Linked DNA regions of Triticum aestivum: region 2 is linked to region 1. Evidence: chromatin contacts called from public Hi-C data. All regions are on one chromosome and are shown on one strand. The core of a region is the stretch at or near the end of the contact, and the rest is flanking DNA. Distances in the headings are between cores, read along the strand shown. Region 1 holds the start of LOC123045291 (SNF1-related protein kinase regulatory subunit gamma-1). Region 2 holds the start of LOC123045293 (vacuolar protein-sorting-associated protein 11 homolog).

What was found. Hi-C and Micro-C count contacts between places; a contact is called where the count stands out from the background.
Region 2: a Hi-C map of leaf shows a contact between it and region 1, with 7 times the contacts expected there. The contact joins the promoter of LOC123045293 here to the promoter of LOC123045291 in region 1. A contact is called at or near these places in 3 of 5 Hi-C or Micro-C datasets (all in leaf).

What each region holds. Positions count from the first base shown.
Region 1 is chr2B:427,589,768-427,593,575 of IWGSC CS RefSeq v2.1, reverse strand. LOC123045291 (SNF1-related protein kinase regulatory subunit gamma-1) reads left to right here and starts at 2,083. Exons shown (of 6, transcript XM_044468294.1): 1 at 2,083-2,504. The coding sequence starts at 2,345.
Region 2 is chr2B:428,230,110-428,233,917 of IWGSC CS RefSeq v2.1, reverse strand. It overlaps LOC123045293 (vacuolar protein-sorting-associated protein 11 homolog), which reads right to left and starts at 2,067. Exons shown (of 5, transcript XM_044468296.1): 1 at 1,691-2,067; 2 at 994-1,167; 3 at 556-879. The coding sequence starts at 1,930.

The DNA of each region.
Region 1 (3,808 bases), core at 834-3,333:
CTTAGCCGTGTGCGGCGCCCCCTCCACTGTTTAAACCCCCGGTCATATTTTTGTAGTGCTTAGGCGAAGCCCTTCAGAGATAACTTCATCATCACCGTCACCACGCCGTCGTGCTGCCGGAACTCATCCACTACCTTGTTGTCTTACTGGATCAAGAAGGCGTGGACGTCACCGAGCTGAACGTGTGCTGAACGCGGAGGTGTCGTACGTTCGGTACTCGATCGGTTGGATCGCGAAGAAGTTCGACTACATCAACCGTGTTGTCAAACGCTTCCGCTTACGGTCTACGAGGGTACATAGACATACTCTCCCCCTCGCTGCTATGCATCTCCATGGATATATCTTGCATGTGCGTAGAAAAAAATTGTTTTCCATGCAACGTTTCCCAACAACAACAAGACCAAGACTCGGGACAACACAAACCAACGTACCCCGCCCATTGTGCCAAGAGGAAGTCGACAAGTGGATGGCAGGGATTGGGAGGACCTAGAAGAGGAGGAGTCGAGAGAGCTCCGGCGATGGTGTACATTGCGCCGCGAAGGCCCACACCCAGAGTGGTAGCCGACACCGACAAGAGTTGTGCCACCGGGACTCCTCGAGCAACGAGATATCGCCTTCAAGGAGGGAACAACACCTTGCCGCCGCCACCTAGTCCAAAGGCTAGACCAAGAGTTTCCGCTGAGCATGAGTGAGGGAGTTTGATCGGGGCCAAAGCAATGCCTCCAGGGAGGGGACGGCCCCCATGGATGTTGCCATTGCTAGCCTCAGCGTCGCGAAGCATGGATTGCTCCTAGCTCAAGATCACAAAACCCAAAGTCCCGGAGCTGCTCAATCAGGCTGGCCACCATGATGGGAGGCGTCACATCAAGCAGTACAACAACCTCCACCATCTCCACCACCACCTCGCATCTGGAGTCGAACCACCCACCGCCAGGAACTACCACCAACCATCGAAGCCACCACGCCCAGCGGACCCAGGCCACCAGTGCAAAGACCACCAGTGGGCGAGAAGAGGCAAAGCACACTGGCCAATACCACCGGTCTAGGCCCGCCCAACACCGCCGCCCTCCCCCTCCCCCCTCCCCCGAAGCTAAGGGCAGCCCCTCCACCTCCATGGTGCCACGAGCATCACCAAACTCCGCCAACTTCCGCCAGCAGAGTCGCATATCCAACCCACCACTCTCCACCTTCTTCTCAGTGCGGCAACCTCCTACCACCTCCAGCCACGACAAGCCGAGTCGCCGCCGCTGCATAGGCTAGATCCAGACGGGGAGGGAAGCCCACTCGAGCCGCTGCATCCGCCTGGAACACCGTCGACATCGTTCCTCCCGTCCAAGCCTCCTCGAGCTCGTAGTCGACGCCAAGTCGCACCCAGCCGCCGCGCGTGTGAGCCTCCGCCGGATCTGACTTCCCACGCCCCCCGGCCGATGCGAGGAAGTGAATAGGCCCGCTGTTGCCGACGCAGCACAGACTTTGCCCGACGACGCCCACTAACGACAGTGGAGGAGGGGGGAGCTACAGTGACAGGCTAGGGTTTTCTCCAGGGGCGCCCGCGGGGCGCCACGGGAGGGAGAGGGGGAGAGGACCTTGGCGTAGTTATAAACTTGATCAAATTTTATAAAGTTTTGATTTTTTTTTTGATAAATCTATACGCACTGCAGTATAAAACGGAGGGAGTATTAAATACACGAGGGTGTAGTTATTATCGTGCGCCTCGACGTAGCACACCCCGAACCTTCTGGATTATTACATACTAAATATATTAACCTGGGCCCCACATAATCTGACGAAGCCAGCTGAAAGAGGGTAAGAAGGAAGAAAACCAGCTAATCTGGCCACGTCCACACGGGCTGTCCATGAGCCGCCTCGCCGCAGCGGTTTTGCTCGTCTGGTCGCCAGAAACAGACTTGGAAGGACAAAGCTCGATCTCGAGCAGCATCGATGACATGTGGTCCCTCTATATTGTGCTCCCCTCCTGTCAGCGTGCTTCGTGGACGCACGCCGCGGAGAGCAGCACGTCCTCGCACTCGCACGCGGGCCCCTCTCTCGCGTTGACAGTTTAGACTCGCAGAGATAAGAACAAGACACCACTACACTGACTGCGGAGGCGGAGTGCCAGTATTATTAGTATCAGCGGGTTCGCATCCGTCGACGCAGCAATTTGGCTTAGAGTTTAATATATCTCTTGCATTTCCCCGCGCGTAGCAGCAAGCAGAAGAGGAGAGAGAGATCGTGCAGTTATTTACAGAGCTGTTGGGAGAATCCAGGAGGAAGTACTCCGGTCCGGCCAAGAAGGGGGAGACAGAGTGGGGGAGGCGGAGGACGCCGAGTTTGGGGAGAGGAGATGGAGACGGACAGCCCGCGGAGCCCGGAGGCGGAGATCGGGCACCGGGTGGAGGACCTGTGGGAGGTGGCGCAGCCGCAGCTGTCCCCGTCGGAGAAGCTCAACTCCTGCTTCGAGGACATCCCCGTCGCCGCCTTCCCGCGCACCCACCCCTCGCAAGGTAATCCTCTCGCTCGCTTGCTTGCTTGCTTGCGCTCTTGTTTCTACTGTACCTATATGTTTGCCCCTGTCTTGCTCTGCTGCAACAACAGTAGCGTAGCGCGAGTTGGTCCAAATGTGACTGCTTGTGAGCGACCGGGTTTCCTAGCGCCAAGAAAAACTCGCGTCGCTCCGTGTCGAGAATTGGAGCCACACCGGCAATTTCTCCTTTGGATGCCGATTCCATCTGTATCGTTGTTTGTGCAGATACTGGTGCAAACCTGATGCTCGATCGTCTCTTCTCTCTTGCCTCTTGCTGTGCCGTGCGCGCTCCGTGTCAGCACTCAGCAGCTGACGTGATGTGCTCGTCCCTGTCCTGCCTGCCTGCCTGCCATTCATGTCGACCGACGGGGGCATCAGACCAGGCGTGTCTATCTTTTTGAGTTTTGTGCTGTCGTGGCCATTCTAGTGAACGCGCATAGCCCACTTCCAGGTTGATTCTTGATATCAGTGGGCAGTAGCACTGTTCTGGTGTACGACTGAAAATGCAGTGGAGGTTTGAAAGCTTCTAGCAAGTGTTCCAAAATCCCAGTACGTTCAACTCTTCAGGCTAAGGGAGTTATGCTTGCTCTTGTTGAGAGGTCTTTTTCACTTCTTAGACCACCGAAACAAGAGCCGTCCGGGACTCTCTTTGCTTTATGCCATTATAAATTATATATGTGACTGACGTGTATTGATATTATGTGACTGACGTGTATTGATAACAGCTTATGCTAAACTAAGAAATGACTCCCAGTACCTGTCTATCATGATCAAAATATATCTTCTGGAACTATTAATCCCCAATTGGATTAGGCCAGTTGGCTAAATAAACTATTTTTAGCTTTTGTTTTGTAAAAGAAGATTTGTGTGGATGCGTTAAATTGTACTCCCTCCGTTCTTAAATATAAGATGTTTTGGATATTTCGATATGGACTACGTACGGACTCAAATATGAACAAACACCTAAAGTGTGTATATACATCCGAATCAGAAAAAAGTTGAGAAAGATGGACGCGCATAGGGAGGTGGCGTTGTCTGGCACTGTGGTGGTGTCGAGGGCAGGCCTGGTAAGGTTGATGCGTCAGTACCTGCTCTGAAGATGAATTAGTGGAAGACGATGGTGGCGGCCTCTGCAGCGTGCGCATGCGGTGACCACTGAGAGTGCGCTGGACCAGTGGTGTGTGCCCCAGACCCGGCAATGCAGCTTGGTTGGGCCCTCCGGCTTCAGATGTTGGCTTTGATTTGAGGTCTTGGTATGCGGCTCAGACAATCTGCATCCCTCAT
Region 2 (3,808 bases), core at 818-3,317, 640 kb before region 1:
GCTTTTCTGACCAAAGCATGCACTTATGCGCAGATTAAGCGCTGGGCATTTTGCTATGGCCTAGAGCATAGGCGCACTTAAGCGCCCGCCTAGGCTTGCCTTTTTCAACTAAAAATCCTAACAGCAAAACACACGTAGGAATGTAATAAATTGAGTAATTGACTGAGTAGCTCCAGGTCAAAAATACTAGCTAACTCTTTCCAAATTTTGCAGCACAAATTGTTTATGTGGACTTAGTTAGTTTCAGTGACCACGTGGAGATCTGGTACAGCTTTTTTTAGTAGCGGCTGTGCAGAACAACTATACTGACCAAGGGCCTATGAGACTAACAGGTGGCATAACCAAACTTGCCATGTTATTCCTTGTACCCTGCTGTCTAGTTGCGAACTACTGAGTTGGGGCAACTAACAAATAGGTCCCAACACATAATTACCAGCACATTTGAAGAAATAAATGCACAAACAGATGGACAAGCACAATGATCTTTAGTTTGTATAGTTCTGATTTGAAGAATAACAAATGAACAAGCACAAAAACAGAACATATCACACTAACCATGCGGTCACTCATTGCTACGGCATTGGTCTCACAACCAATTTGGTCAAGTGTTTGCCTCCTTGGTGGTTGATGATGCAAGCTGAACAAGGTTATGGAACTAGGAGTAATGGCAAAGAGCTGATGTGCCTGCCCTTCAACTCGGAACCCAAGACCAGTAATAGGTGAACTTGTGCCGTCTGAAACAGGTTCAACTTGCAATGTGAAGCGTGTGATACGCTCACGTGCAATATCACCTTTGATGCAATAAATGCAACCATTATCCAATCCGATAGCAATCAACAGGATGGGAGGAGCTTCTTCTAAAACCAAAAATGATGTAATCTGCAAAATTAAAAAGAGTATTACAAGTAGAATAGGATGTTATTGTGTGCAACGTATATTCAAATTTTCTTAGCAGAAGAACACAGAAGGTAACCTGCAAAGGGGAGGATTTACCTTGGCCTCAGGAAATTGATTCGTGAAGACCCGCAAAATTTGAACACAGAAAGGGGTTGTCGTACTTGAACCCTCTTCTTGTACTTTATCAAGGTCGAAAACTTTTAGACAGACTGCCGATGACTGTGAAGATGCTTGATCATCATCTCCAACCGTGACAAGAACATTTCTTTGCTAATCATGCAAAGGCATTAAGTTGTAAATATCACTTTTAGCTGTTATTATCATGAATGATAAAAACAACACGAACGAAAAAACATAAGAGGAAATGCATTACGAACAGCGAGAGAAACCGAGGTAGAGTAGCTAAGAAATTAGTGACAAAAAATTAAGCACCATAAGAAATAGTAGCAAATTATACATATATAATCAATGTTATTGGATAATGGTAACCCAATTTCGTTGAACTTCATCCCTTCCAAAAATAAACAAAAAGATGTGGTCCGAACTCTGATGGCTTAAGCAAGTTTTGTTGCCGAATCATATAAGTTTCTGGAATTGTGCAGGGCTGTTCGACAGAGCAATGCTTATCATCCCATCTGGGATTGACGAACTAGTTCACTAGGCATAATTAGAAGTTCATTTCAAACAATAAAATCGATTCTGTCTCCTGATTGTACAGGACCAATATTGCAAATTCAAATACATATGGCGAGCAAGTCCACAGTTCCAGATGCGTTTCCATGGGTGTACATACCTTGAGCTGCTGGAGGAAGAGGACGGATGAGGCGTAGGCCTGGAACCCGTAGGAGAGGCGGAACCCGCGGTCGAGGAGCCCCACGGTGCCGTCGTCGCAGCCGATCGCGACGCGGCCACGGCCGCCCGAGGAGCAGGTCACTCGGCCCGCGATCTCGGCTGGCACGGCCGGGGCGCCGCCTCCCCCACCGCGCCCTGCCCCCTTCTCCTCGAAGAACTCGAACTTGCGCCACTGGTACATGCTGGGCGCAAGGTGAGGCAGATCGGGAGCGCACTGCCGGTCAGCTCGGGTGGGAAGGGGTCGACCTCCGCGCCGGCCGGTGGAAAGGAGGGGGAGGAGAAGCGGCCTTCGGTCGCTCGGGTACGAGCACGACTGGACAGATCGGGTCGGCTTCCGTTGCGGCCTTGGGTCGGGCACGGGCACGAGCACGAGCACGACTGGACAGATCGGGTGCGGCCTCGCTGGGAGGTGCGCGGCGCGACCACAGCAAGGTTAGGATCGGACTCGAACGCAACACGGGAGCGGTGGGTCTATAGGACAGCAGTCGATGTCCTCAGCCGTCCAATCTAACTTAAACAGTCCGGATTCACTGTTTTATCTGAAGAAAATCCTGCCACATACTCTACTTTAGCTTCGCCGTCTTGTGCTCTATTTTTTGGAGAAGATCAGATTTATTATAAATATTCATCGGAGGTACAAAACACCTTAAAAATAATAAAAATTACATCGAGATTCATGGACCACCGAACGATCATTGTCGCCGTCAGAACGAGTTGCCGGTGCGTCGCTGTCGCTGCTCGCATACCCGAGCCGGCCTGACTTGTCAACGACAACGGGAAGTCTTCGTGCAATGCCGCGAACTGAAGGAAATGTGCCCTAGAGACAATAATAAATTTGTTATTTTTTTATATTTCCTTATATCATGATAAATATTTATTATTCATGTTATAATTGTATTAACCGAAAACTTACGTGTGTGAATACATAGACAAAATATCGTGTCCCTAGTATGCCTCTACTTCACTAGCTCGTTTATCAAAAATGGTTAAGTTTCCTATCCATGGACATGTGTTGTCATTTGATGAACGAGATCACATTATTAGGAGAATGATGTGATGGACAAGACCCATTTGTTAGCTTAGCATAATGATCGTTCAGTTTTATTGCTACTGTTTTCTTCATGTCAAATACATATTCCTCTGACTATGAGATTATGCAACTCGCGGACAGCGGAGAAATGCCTCGTCAAACGTCACAACGTAACTGGGTGATTATAAAGATGCTCTACAAGTATCTCTGAAGGTGTTTGTTGGGTTGGCATAGGTCGAGATTAGGATTTGTCACTCCGAGTATCGGAGAGGTATCTCTGGCCCCCTCGGTAATGCACATCATATGAAGCCTTGCAAGCAATGTGACTAATGAGTTAGTTACGGGATGATGCACTACGGAACGATTAAAGAGACTTGCCGGTAACGAGATTGAACTAGGTATGAAGATACCGACGATCGAATCTCGGGCAAGTAACATACCAATGACAAAGGGAATAACGTATGTTGACATTGCGGTTCGACCGATAAAGATCTTCGTAGAATATGTGGGAACCAATATAAGCATCCAGGTTCCGCTATTGGTTATTAACCGGAGAGGTATCTCGGTCATGTCTACATAGTTCTTGAACCCATAGGGTCCGCACACTTAATGTTCAATGACAATATGTATTATATGAGTTATGTGTTTTGGTGACCGAAGGTTGTTCGGAGTGCCGGATGAGATCACGGACATGACGAGGTGTCTTGAAATGATTAAGAGGTAAAGATTGATATATTGAAAGGTTATATTCGGACACCGGAATGGTTCCGGAATGGTTCGGGTATTTTTCGGAGTACCGAGGGGTTACAGGAACCCCCCGGGAAAGTTAATGGGCCATAGGGGAGAGGAGAGGCAAGCCACGAGGAGGTGGCGCCCCCCCATGGGGAGTCCGAATTGGACTAGGGGAGGGGGCGCGACCCCCCCTCTCCCTCTCCCTCTCTCTCTCTTTCCCTTTCCCCTCCGTTCGAAGGAAGGAGGAGCCGACTAGGACTGGGACTCCTAGTAGGACTCCCCCTACTTGGCGCGCCC